2 separate regions of the Mus musculus genome follow, and region 2 is linked to region 1. The links are chromatin contacts, called in public HiChIP or PLAC-seq maps. All regions are on one chromosome and are shown on one strand. The core of a region is the stretch at or near the end of the contact, and the rest is flanking DNA. Distances in the headings are between cores, read along the strand shown.

What was found. HiChIP or PLAC-seq counts read pairs in DNA pulled down with a chosen protein or histone mark.
Region 2: an HNF4G HiChIP or PLAC-seq map of pancreatic cancer cells shows a contact between it and region 1. The contact joins two enhancer-like sites. A contact is called at or near these places in 1 of 115 datasets of contacts at active chromatin or transcription factors (pancreatic cancer cells) and 2 of 9 other capture datasets (adipose tissue and liver).

The regions. Positions count from the first base shown.
Region 1 is chr17:75,302,809-75,309,405 of GRCm38.p6, forward strand. All of the region lies in intron 19 of Ltbp1 (latent transforming growth factor beta binding protein 1), which reads left to right. Among named protein-coding and RNA genes, the nearest start is that of Rasgrp3, 130 kb to the right of the region's middle. Within about 2 kb of position 4,778, at least 44 of the 459 cell types and tissues checked have an H3K27ac peak or open chromatin away from gene starts, as enhancers often do. A contact at or near this core is called in pancreatic cancer cells, where this site is marked.
Region 2 is chr17:75,468,003-75,474,673 of GRCm38.p6, forward strand. All of the region lies in intron 1 of Rasgrp3 (RAS, guanyl releasing protein 3), which reads left to right. Among named protein-coding and RNA genes, the nearest start is that of Rasgrp3, 35 kb to the left of the region's middle. Within about 2 kb of position 2,724, at least 13 of the 459 cell types and tissues checked have an H3K27ac peak or open chromatin away from gene starts, as enhancers often do. A contact at or near this core is called in pancreatic cancer cells, where this site is marked.

The DNA.
Region 1 (6,597 bases), core at 3,528-6,027:
GTCCCCTTTAAACACACACACACACACACACACACACACACACACACAGAGAGAGAGAGAGAGAGAGAGAGAGAGAGAGAGAGAGAGAGAGAGAGAGAGAGAGAAAGAGAGAGAGAGAGGTATCTCATATATGTCTTATTGAGTCTGGATTATTTTGCTTAACAAAATGACTTTTGGCTCCACTATTTTTCTACAGTTTCATTTTTTATGACTAAATGAAAGATCATGCGTATATAGCTACATTTATTGGTTAACTTGTTGGCCTAGATCAGAGCTAGTTGCAATTCCCAGCTATTATGAGTAGTTCAGTGATAGACACGAATGGACACTCACTCTAACTGTCTTAGATTGCTTTGGAAATATACACAGGACTGTTATATTTGAGCCATCCTGTAATTCTGGCTTTAGTCTTTTGAGAAATATTCGTATTGATTCCCACAGAGTCTGTACCAGTTGTCATCCTCACCAGCCTCTTTCCTCACATCCTCACCAGGTTTGATGGTCATTTCTTTTCTGGTGAGATGGTGAGATGGAATCTCAAGACAGTGTTATTTCTCTGTGTCTAAGGTGTTGACACCTTTTCAAGTATCCACTGGCCATTTGTGTTTCTTTTCAGAGCTGTCTAGTCATTTCATTGGCCCCATGTATTGGATGAAGTACTGGTATTTTTCTATTTAATTTTTATACTTCTCCATATATTCTAGGTAGCAATCTAATGTCTGATGTATGACTGGCAAAGATACTTTTCTCAGAATTCTGTAGGTAGTCTACTTTTGTGATTATTTCTTTTGCTATGTTGAAGCCTTACCATTCTGTAAAATACCATTTGTCAATTCTTGGGGTTGTTACTTGTGCTACTGGGGTCCTGTTCAGAAAATCCTTGGCTATGGCTATGTCTTAAATGTTTTCTCTATGTTTTCTCCTAACAGTTTCAGAGTGTCAGGTCTTACAAGAAAGTCTTTGATCTGTTCTGAACTGAGATATGGTGAGAGATATGCATCTAGCTTCCTTCTCCAACTTGTAGATATCCAGGTTTCCGAACATTCCTAAAGAGGCTCTCTTCTCTAATCGTGTTTGTGGCATCTTTGTCAAACCTTTGTGGCTGTCATTATGTGGGTGGTTTCAATGTCTTCCATTCTGTTCCAGTGGCCTACATATATTTTTATGCTAATACCAGTTTTGTTACAATGGCTCTGTAGTATAATTTGAGATCAGCTAGTGTTGGTAGCCACATCATTGCTCTTTCTGCTTAGGATTGACCTGATTATTTGTGGTTCTTTGCATATGAACTTTAGAATTTATCTCTAGTTGTATAAAAAGATGTAGTTTGAAGTACATTGTGTATTCAGTTTGCTTTTACTACTACAGCTGTTGTCACAGTGTTAATTCTGCCAACCCCTGAGCATGGGAAGACTTTCTGTCTTCTGTTGTTTTCTTCCAGTTTTTCTTTAGTATTTTAATGATTTCAATGTAGAATTATTTCACCTCCTTAGGGAAAAAAATTCTGCTTTTGGAGACAGAAACTACAGCTGTGTGACCAAGAATAGAAATGTCTCTTTATATAGTTTTGACTTGAGCAAGTTTCTCACTTGGTCCTCCACAGCCATCAGCCCGTGGGACAGATACAAGGGTTGAGTCTCAAACAGATTAATCATCTTATTGGAAGCCACATGTAGTAAGAAACAGGATTAAAACAAAATCTCTGGTCCTTTGTCTACAAATTTGTATAAAATCATGGGCACCCCTCATCTACACTCAGCAAATTAATGAGCAAAGCCATATAAAAGGAACAATTATGGGAATTAAAATCTTCATAGGAAGGACAAAGCTGGAGTCAGCCTCTGTAAACTGCCAGCTATGGCTAAGGAGTTTTGGAAGTTCTTCTGCAACATCCTTAACCATGGCAGCCTTTCCCTGAAGAGTAGTAGTCTTCCTTAGGGAAGTGAGTGAGGTAGGAAGCCTGTGGCTGGATGAATGCAGTTAAGGATTGATTTTCTGAGGTCATCCTTGGCTGCTTGTGTAGGATGGAGAGAGTCTTGGCTCCTTTCAAGTTCTAAAAAGAAGAGTGATTCTCTGTCAGTTGTGTAGCAGGTTCTTGTCAGCAGCTTACTATTTCATAGTTTTTAAACTTCATCAGAATTGACAGGGCCTAAGCTCCTGGGATTTGCTGCACCTTCAGCACAGCTGAGATGGCCTCACCATGTTGGCACAATCAACATCTGTGTCTCATTTCTCCATGGTCCGTTTCCTGTCAAATACATTCTCCTATCTTTCCTATGAAAAATAACCCATGGAGAAGAGTTTAGGGGTCACTGCATTGAGGACACATTTGGGTGAGGGGGTGGTTAGCCTCTGCATTTATGTGACTTTATTACTGGAATATGGCACTCCTGTTTTTAGTTCAAAAGGATTACATTGCCTGGAGTCTATGTGGGTGACTAAGGAATTAATTGTGGTTGGATGGATTCAGAGAAATGATTGCCTCATATTGTTGACAGATTCATCTCCTTGAGAATACAGGAAATAATGCATGTAGATTACTGCTCTGGGACAAATTCTAGCAAGTTCCAAGGAACTGACAGGTGATGTGTAAGACTCAGATTAGTCCAAGGAGAGCATAAATGGGAGGAGAGAGCCTCCTGAGTCTCTCTGCACCTGGTAGCTCATGCCCAACAATCAGGGATTTGAGACAATATGTTCTGAAGATCTTAGAAACATTCAAAAGGCATTCCTGACTCACATGAATTACATCCCAAGGCAGTAAGAATTAGCAAGGTGGGACTGCTGGTCAGCTGGGAGACATCTTGGTGAAATTGTGGGGAATGGAAAGTTGCCAGAGGGCTGAGGGAGGTGCATGCCCTCATCTTCCCAGAAAGAGAAAAGAAGGTAGAGTGGGGGGGGGGGGGTTACCCACCACCGATCTGCATGTTAATCTTGACAAAGTGTTGTAGAATGTTTGGTTCAAACAATGATGTAGAAGGTTTTTAAAAGGAAAAAGAATGCTCTAAGAGCTAGCCAGAGTTTATTAAGGACAAGTCATTTCTGGGTAATAGAGGCCTCAAGTAACACACCCTGCTGGCCTGGTATCCCTAGTGTGAACAAAGCATTTCTCAATCTCTCAGGACTCTGCAGTTGATAAGGATCAATTTGGAACTGGTGGTAGCATAATGAGATGTCTACATAAATCTTTGAGCTGTTATAGCCAGAATTTCTGACCTTGTAAATAATTAACCTGGTAAACCTAAGGGGGAAAAAAAAACCTACATTTTCTTACTCTGAGAAATTCAGCTTAATTCACAAAATGGTAGACACTAAGTTGGTAAACCCTAACAGCTCCTGTGGAGTGTGGAACCCATTTGTCTATGGTTTTTTTTTCCTTGATAAATTTCCTATCCTGAGATAAGAAGCTAAGACTATTGGAATTCATTATGCAAATGCTTTGGAAGAATTTGGGTAATATGTATGTTCTGTATGACCATAGGCTATAGTAACATGAACTCTGAAGTCTAATATGGGAAACCAAGACATGATTACCTCCTTGTAAAAATGAGGTAATCCTGGTAGGGGAAGATGGTGGATTGGCAGAATCTATCTTGCTTCCTGTGGTATGTTGGTGGGAGACTATCCTAAGGGTTAGAAATAAGAAGTATGTTGCCTTAACCTTCTGTTGGCATCAAGACCCACACATGCTTGTCCTTGCCATAAAGGAAAGGCGAGATGCAGTCAGTTTTGTCTGTGAAGACTGTAAGGTACCTATGAGAGAGTAGGGCAGTGTTCAGTAGGCTGACTAGCTGGATGTAGGGATCTATGGGCTGGAGAAGAATCCTGGCTTCGAGATACATTATGGAGTTTGCTTTGTTCTGCGCGTTTCAGTTAAGCGTTTATGTCCTGCTGCTCTCTATCTACCTCCCCTCTTTGTAGAAATCCCTTGGGGAATTCTCTGTTGCACGTTATTCCCTCTAGAGCTTAATCTCCATGAAGGCCACGGACCTGATTGACTCTAACTGGTATGTCTACAAGAAATGGCTGGTTCCATGCAATTTTTTCTCTAATAAGTAAAGAATAGACAATTAAAAACTACTCTAGCTATTACACAGCATTCTATTTCATCATTAATCATGGTGGTAGCTTTCAAAAAAAAAAAAAAGGCAACATTGTAAGTATCCCATGCATGGCAATCCACAGTGTCTGCAATTTAAATAAAATATGGCCTTAGGAATAGACATCGCTGTTGCATTCTATGGCTCTGTAAATCACTTTTTCTGGGGCATGAGTAATTAAACAGAGAGTCCATACATTTCTGAACTTGTTAACATTTTTGAAACCAAACCAGATACTAGACACGACATTCTCTCGCTGCTGTCTGGAATTTACGTGCCCGTGTCTAGGCTCGTTCTTTTCCACTATTTACTCTGGCTCCAACTCTTGGCATCCTCTTTCAAGTTGTTTGCTCTCGGTGTTTACAAAAGTCGGTTCCCACAAGCAAAGAAAGGGTGGGGAATGAGGCGGCCTGGAAGTGCTGCTTTCTGTTGTTAGAAACTCAGATCTGTGTGCTGTAATTGGGGTTATTTTTGAAAGCAACGGTGAATTCCGTGGGCAGTGCCAGTGGCTTCTTCCTGTGCACACATGGAATTCACGGTGCGCACTCTCACAGACGGGCCTCTGCTGTGTGTTAAGTCTAACTTTATTTCTGAGTTCTCCCTTAAGAGAGAAAACAGTCTTTGTAAAGTGCAAGGAAGACAAGAGCAATCCGAGCTCTGGGTTGCCAAATGAAGACAAAGACTCCGCTGGGCAGCTGATGCTCTGCCTTGTGTTGGTGAACAGGGAAAGATGAAAAGAAAGAAGGCTTTCAAGAGCCTTAATGATTTTGATGTTTTGATTAGGCTGGAGAGATGGTTTGGAAGTTAATTGTGTGTACTGCTCTTACAGAGAAGCTAAGCTCTGCTCCTAGCTCACAATTGCCTATATTTCCAACTAGGGGATGGGGTGGGGGTGGGGAGGATGGGGGTAGGGTTGGGGGGAGCATCATCTAACCTTTGTGGGCACTTACACTCATGTGCACATGCTCTCTCTTCACATACACACACACACACAATTTAAAATAAAAATAAATACTCCGGAGGCAGAGGCAGGCGGATTTCTGAGTTCGAGGCCAGCCTGGTCTACAAAGTGAGTTCCAGGACAGCTAGAGCTGTCAGAGAAACCCTGTCTTAAAAAAACCAAAAACCAAAAATAAACAAACAAACAAATAAACTTTTAATTATTATCTATTAAGTTATTTATTTACTTTATTTCTCAATTGCAGGATTGCAGCTCCCCTCCCCCCCCCCCCACAGTCCCTCTCACTTTCCCCCCACCTCTGACTCCTCCTCCCTTTCTCAGAAGAGGGAGGGCCTCCCCTGGATATCAACCAGTCTTGCCATATCGTGTTACAACCTGGGAACTTCAAGCCCTCTATTGAGACTAGACAAGGCAGCTCAGTTAGGGGAAAGGGATCCAAAGGCAGGCAATGGAGTCAGAGACAGTCCCTGCTCCTGCTGTCAGGGTCCCACATGAAGATCCAGCTGCGTAACTATTGCACATGTGCTCAGTGCTTAGGTCAATCCCATGCATACTGTCTGGCTGGCAGATCAGTCTCTATGAGTCTCCATGGGTCCAGGTTAGTAGATTCTGTAGGTTTTTATGATATCCTTGGTGCCTCTGGCTCTGGGGGGAAAAAAGATATTTTGATTAGGTTATAGGCTAAAAATACTTAGATTAAGTTGCTGTGACAAATGGAATTTTTATCAGTTCTGAGGCTTTTCTTCTTAGATTTTCAATGCTACACCCATGTATGTTCCCACAACAACTATAAGTGACTGACCCAAGAGCATTCAAATGGTCGCAGCAGCGTTCAAAACTGGGTTTGGGTGTATATGAAAGTTCACATGTACATGTAAACATGTGTGTGCATGTATGTGGAAGTCCAAGGTTGATCCTAGGAGTCTTCATCAATCAGTCTTGATTTTATATATTGAGGCAGCATATCTCATTGAACCCAGAGCTCGGTTTTGGTAGTCTGTCTGTTTTTCAGAGAATCCCTGTCTTTCCCTCCTGAGTGCTAGGATTACAGGAGGCCACCATGCCTGCCAACATTTACATAGGTTCTGGGATTTGAAATTCTGGTCCTCAAACTCGTATGGCAAACACTTTACCAGTTGGGCTTTCTCTCCAGTCCTCTTTCTTTTTAGCAGCAATATTCTAGTAAGAACTCAATGGCTGGCTATTAAATGAAATAAGTGAAAATTTAAACAGTTACTTTCAATATAAATATGGCTAGCAAATAATTTAAAATACTCCAAACTCATCCACTCTCTTTCACTGGTTTTAACTTTGTCTATGACAGAAACGAACTAAAGGGTTTTGTTATGTTTTGTTTTGTTTTTAATTGGCTTTGGGTTCAAACTTCAGAATCACCATTTTCTTTCTTTCTTTCTTTTTAAAATTGTATTTTAGTTCATGTATGTGAGTGTTTCATGTGGGTCTAGTACCCTGTAAGGTCAAAACTGAGCATCTGGTCCTCTGGAACTAGAGTTACCAATGTTGTATGAGTTCTGG
Region 2 (6,671 bases), core at 1,474-3,973, 160 kb after region 1:
GTGCTTAGATATAAGCTGAAATGAAAGGGATTCGGGCTCTTGACCATTTACATTTTTTAAAGGATGGGGTTTGTAGGTAAATCCCACCATTTAAAGGTCCCAAGAAATGCAACCGTGAGTGTTTCTGTACCAACACAATTAGATGCACAATGTGTGTGTGTGCCATGGCCTTCTAAACTCTCAACAGAAGGAAGGGCTCTTTTCCTCTGTGACAGTCCCATCCAGACTCCACACGAGCACTGACTGATGGTCTACTTTTTCCTCTTTGAGGAACAGTTCACAATGAAGACTTTTGTGTTGGTAAATCCAGCACTAAGCACTTGTAAATTTATCTGGAATGCACAGCACTGATGCCCTTTGTAGCTTTTTCATCATTTTTTTCCTCCTGTAACTCATTTGTTTATTTATTTATTTATTTATTTATTTACTTACTTATTTATTTACTTATTTATTTATTTATTTAAAGGATAGCTACTTTAGCCATGCTCAACACGGAATAGCTGTTTTCATACTGGAGAAACTATTTTCAGACCTGTTTATATGATTCAACTTAGAAGACCTGTTGTTCGAGTAGGTTATTTGCTTATCCATAGAAACAGCACAATCCTTCACTCTGATCCTCCCAAAGTATCACCCATTAAGTTGTCCAATATAGATACCACTAATACAGATACCACACCGTCATCCAGTTGAAAAAAATTGTTAAGTCCCGTGAGCCAAGGACCGACTCAACAGCAAGCAGCTTTTCCATGCATACTCTATGTAAATACATACACCTCTGCCCACCATTTATTGTGATAAATATGCAATAATCATCACACCTGCGCTTGCGTGATCACACTTAGGTCAGTGTAGTTCAGCATGGAAAGGGTTCCATGGCAGGGGACTGACTGGGAGTGGCGTAGGAGGAGATCTGATGGCTGCTGCGCATGCTCTTTTGCCATGAGTCTTGCCATCTTATGATTTGCTGCGCACCTAGAGACTGAGTGGTTGTCTCACTTGCCAGTTGTGAACCTGTGGTTTCTCTGGGTCATCAGTCAGGGAGAGCCTTCACAGAAAACTACTGCTTGAACATTTTTATACATTTCATCTGCCTCTCTACATCCCTTCACTTGGCTAGACATCAAAATGGTAGTGAGCAAAAGGCTGTGTATAATATATAAGGATCTGGGGAATGGGGAAATCTTTCAGGCTGACAGGAAGAACACTGAGGAGATCAGTGTTACATGGATGCCTTGAGAAAGTATAAATGTTTTTTGCAAAGTCATCATGCCCAGATTACATATTTTAGAGATTAACCTACTTATAGAAAGAAAAAGCAAAATTTAATTTTACTCACCCAATCCCCTCAAAAGTAAACCCAAATCAGTAGTAGTTCTCACTGTAGTCTTCTAAACTAGAACACTGGGGATGAGACTTGTCCCTTAGTGTCCTTATGTGATAGATTCCAGGACTCCATGAACACCATGCATGATCATGATGCCCAGATCCTTCCTGTTCAGGGGCACAGTGTTTTTGTTTGTTTGTTTGTTTGTCTGTTTGCTTGGGTGGTTTTTTTTTTTGTTTGTTTTTTTCAAGACAGGGTTTCTCTGCATAGCCCTGGCTGTTCTGGAACTCACTTTGTAGACCAGGCTGGCCTCTAACTCAGAAATCTGCCTGCCTCTGCCTCCTGAGTGCTGGGATTAAAGGCGTGCGCCACCACGCCCGGCTTGGGCACAGTGTTTTTTATATAACCTATGCTGATCTTCCTGTGTGACTTCAATCATCTGTGTCTCACTTGGAGATGTGACCTAATATTGTTATCCTATATTCTTTAAGGAATAATGAAAAGAACAAAAGGTGTTCAGTACAGATATCACTACTTTGAGAAACATACTGTACATTCATGGTTGGTTGCATTTCATAGACATAAAACCTTGAGGATATGAAGGCTCTGATCTTTGATGGAAAATGCTTTTTTTTCCCCAAGGAAATGGCATAATTTAGTGAACGCTAGCAGAGACATAAAGAATGGACTCAGAATTTTGACATCAAATGCTTGCTTGATTTCTTTGATGTTTTGCAATAGGGAATGGAATCCTAGGACACAGAGCATGTTTTGTCTGTCTTGGAAGATTGCATGCTTTACAGACACCTGTTCTCCAAAAGCTAGCCCCATGGTCCCTTATTTCCCCTTTATATCAGTTGCTCATTTATTATAGGAGTCAGCCATCATGCTGTCATGTTCTCATTACTTTATGAGACCTAAAATCTTGGGTGTTCTATTCTTTCATGTGGTCTTTGTCCCTTCAGAGTCTGTGGTATGTAAAGTCACTGTGCTTTGGTCTTTGAATTCATCTCTGGGATTGAAAAAAGAGAATGCCCGTTTACATGGGAATTCACTGGCACTAGGCACTCTCTCTCACTGCCACAATTTCAAGTAGGGGTGTGGGCATCATTCCCATTGTTTACAGAGAGGAGACTGAGAATAAGAAAATGTACGTAACTTGTCCACAGTCATGGAGGAAGTACGTGCAGGCAGAATTCTACACAGTGTAAACAATCTATTAGCCCCGAATCCCAGGAATTTCTCTGTTTATGCTGTCATCCAGGCGAAGACGGGGTTCAATTACATCATTCAAGTGCACATTTTGAATTGTCTTTTGTAGTGAAAAAGGCTGTACCTTGTCATGATCTTCTGTTAGGCATTGGTTTATGACTAGTTTGTGGTGTGCTGGCTGATGGGTATTGTTGGTGGTATTAAGTAAGTTTTATGGGCAGTTGACTTGAAGAATAAGTCCATCTTAGTCACAGACACAAAGATATTGGCTTCAGATAACATTTGTAGTGGAATTTAGTCATCATTTTCGTCACTGGTGTGGGTTGGTTGAAGTCTCAGCAATGACGGCATGATGTAACATCAGCTTTGAGAGGGCCCATTTTTTAGATATAAAAGTTATTAATATAATTAATTGATTACATTTAAAATAGTCCAGCCTGCTCTCTTGCATATATTCTCCTTGCCTAAGAAAAGCAATTCCTGGGAGTTCTGCTGGCTACAACACCCGCACATCCAGGGGGCAAGTGTGCATTCCGACGTGCTTATTCCTTTCCTCCTTGTGGTCACTTGCTCAGTGTGAGGAGTCTTAGCTCACTAGACTAATTGAGACTCTTTACTGTTGGTCAGTTCTCCAACAAGTTCATTGTTTATTGACTAGCACCATTATCAGTATGTTGGTAAGATCATAAAAACAGCTGTATGTGGCTTCTAGTAGTTGTGAGTGCAGCTATACATAGTAATAGCCAGGGAAAATATAAATGTATGCTGTTTTATAATAAATAAAACATTATAATAACCTTTGTAGTATGACTGTTTAGGGCTACTTTCTTTGAATTAAAAAAAAAAAAGTCTTGAACTGACTCATAAACTGATCCAAAAGGTATTTCCCCCTTTTTACTGGTTATTGTAATAAACAGAATTTTCGGCACCTTCCAAGAGCATACAAGAGAACATTTATAAAAGAAGGAAAGACAGTGAGATGGTTGGTGATGGTTTTACCATTATGGATTTCATTTCGGTCAGCGGAGTTCAAAGCAGTGTAAATCTTGATGCCCCTACTGTAATAGAAGGATCTTATTCATGTCTAGTTTGTGACAGGATTCAGGTTGCTGCAGCTACACTAATATCTTTTAAGCTTCTGTTTAATAGGATTGGTACTTTTATTTTCTGAAGGCTTCTTTATTTCCCAAATGTTGTCCCGTCTTTTCCCTTAATCAGCTGGCCCATAACTACCCCATAAGGTGCCATATTATTATGACATTGATTTGCTTTAAGACTATAAATACAGTCAGAGTTTTAATTAAGGATGTGTTCCTGGTACAACTGGCAGAGAACTACCCACGGGAGGAAAATAACATGGGAAATTTATATCTATTCCCAGAGCTTCCTTTTAGTTATTACTTTCTCGCCGCTTAATTTTTTTCAACCCCACAGACAAGCAACTGCATTAGAGAATGTGTAAGTGATTTTAATTGCATTTTCCCCTGTCTGGAGCATTTGTAATGTGGCAGAGAGACCAATGCAATTGGCCCAAAGGGAAATTGATGAGCTAGGAATGGAGTTAGACACAGCCATCAATCTAAGGCACAGTCAGTCTCCAAGTTAACAAACCGGCTCGGTCTCTCCTCTGCTTTGAGGACATTTTCTTTCCATTCAACAATCCAAACTGCTTTGCACTGGGCTTCCTGGGTGCCTTCTGTGCAAATTAACCTTGGAAGGCACGTGAGAGTTGTGCCTAGACATCTGTACATGAAGGTCCCTGTTGCAGAACAGTTCTAAAGACTGGAATCAAGGACCTCGAGAGAAGTATGTCCTTTCCCAGGCATACTGCAGAAGCTCTCCCTGTACCCATGAAGAATGCTCCTTCTCAGATCTCAAGCTAACAGAGCCTTCTGGGGCTCCCAAGCCCTCAAGAATTTGAAGTAGTTTTAAATTGGAGAACCAAGTACATCCATATTTGGTTCTGAGATACTCACACTGCAAGTTCGATTTGAGTGAACACTGAAATTGGCCCGGGTCTCAGTTCTGCTTTCTCAAAGTAGAAAGTATTTCATTTATGCATGGAATGCCTGCCACTCAAAAATCATATGAGTTGACAGGCTGTTTTAGAGATCATTATTTTCCTGTGGCCTGGGCAAGTGGCCAATCTGAAGGGTGGTTTTTCAGATTTCTCTGTAGCCCACTTCCCTCCCCAGCCAGTCTTGATCCAGACATGTCTCTGCCTCTGATGGTGTTTCTTTTGTTGTAAGGATTTAAACTATGCCTGCTTTAGGAATAGAAAAGAAAATAACATTTACTTTCACCTCATTCAGAAAGTAGATAGCGCTGTAGTGAGCAGAGTGCTGTAAGAGAAGAAATCAAATGAGAAGAGTTGGCTACCTTGCATTTTAAAAGGCCAGTGGGGTGAGGTTTTTTTGCTGGAAACAATGCTCATGCCTTTTTTTAACATAATGATGCTGTCTCTCATTCTACCTAGGTTTAAAATGGATGCTCTCTATGGAAAGGACATCCACTGTGCAGTGGAGACTGCTGGCCTTGTCATGCAATTGATGTTGCATCATGACCAATACATTTACCATTTCCATTAGTAGACTTTTACCAGACACAAAAGCATTCTCAGGCTCTGTGGATTCATAACTGCACCCTAACTCTCTTTTTAGTTCCTACCCGGAACACACTCATTCAGTTTTTATTACTGAACTATTCTCTCAACTGTGGTCCTCTGTGTCTCCTGCAGGGTGGTCCTGTAGAACTCAGACTCTGCCAACACTCAAATATCATTATTCTATCTCTGTTGATGACAGGTAGAAAGAATGGTGGTGACAATGGGCCTAGCAGATTCGCCAAAAGTGACAGTTTGCTGAGAGCTGTATTTAAATTTTATAAGACATGACATAATATTGGCACTGAGAAGGGTAGTCATACTCACTCACATAAAATGTCTCTGGGGACCATTATTACAGATAACTAGAAGAGCCAAATAGCATCAGGAGCAGAATCTCTTGATGTCTCACACACACACACACACATAGACACACACACATGTGTCTGAGTGTGTCTGTGTATGTATGTAATAGTTCTTCAACCTCTCTTTGTAAGCTGTAAGAACTTTGACTTAAGCTAGTGCTGGTGATATTAAGTAAGATATAAGAATTGAGAACAAATCTATCTAGCTGTCAGAATTAATGAGACACAGCATGCATAAAACGTTCTGTAACTTATCTTGTTTATTATCTCATACCAACCTTATAGAAGCAGATAAATTTAGAAATTCATGAATTTAGAAAGTTGTTTGGACCATTACTTCCTAAATTTAGAGCTTTTGTTAAATCTAAAATGCTTAAAGACTTAATACATCCAGTCTAATCTACAGATCCCTTCATGAAGAAGTCATCAAAAGGAAATTTTTAAAAATCTAAAGTGTTTTTTTTATACAAGATGATTCATTTGGTATTTTTAAACATCAAATATGGATAATGATATTGACTTCCTCTCATAGAATATTACCACCTTGTTAGTCATGCATACATTTTAAAGTATTGCAAAAAGCACATTGCAATGTGTGAATATATGCCTATCAAGAAGAGTAGTATGGCAGTCCAAGAAGTGGACACTATCATGCTGAGCCAGGGGAGGGTTCCTGGAGTTCGTGACATTTGAGCTGGAAGAAAAACAAACATGCAAGCAAGGACCACCACCACCACCACCAACGACGACAAGACATAGTTACTGAGGCTTTTTGAAAAAGTCTATTTCAAGAATCACACATAACTTGGTCGAGCTGAATAGTAAGACATGTGGTAGAGGTCAGAATGGAGAAGGGCCTGAAGAGAGGCGCTTCCAGAGGGACGGGATTCCTGTTTGCTTTTCTGAAGCACTGTGATATACTTGAGAGTTATCTGAAAGTTACAAAAGAACAGAACTTTTAATCAGATTGAAGTAGAAGGATTAGAAGTTCAAGACCAAGTTGGACAACTTTGTAAGACCTTGCCTCAAAGAGAAGACAAAACAACTACAAAACTCAAGTTTTTATTGTGGGATATTTGAATATATATAAAAGTAAACAACATGACATAATGAATTCCTATGTCTTCATCACAGAAACTTTAAGGTATTTTATTTTATTTTATTT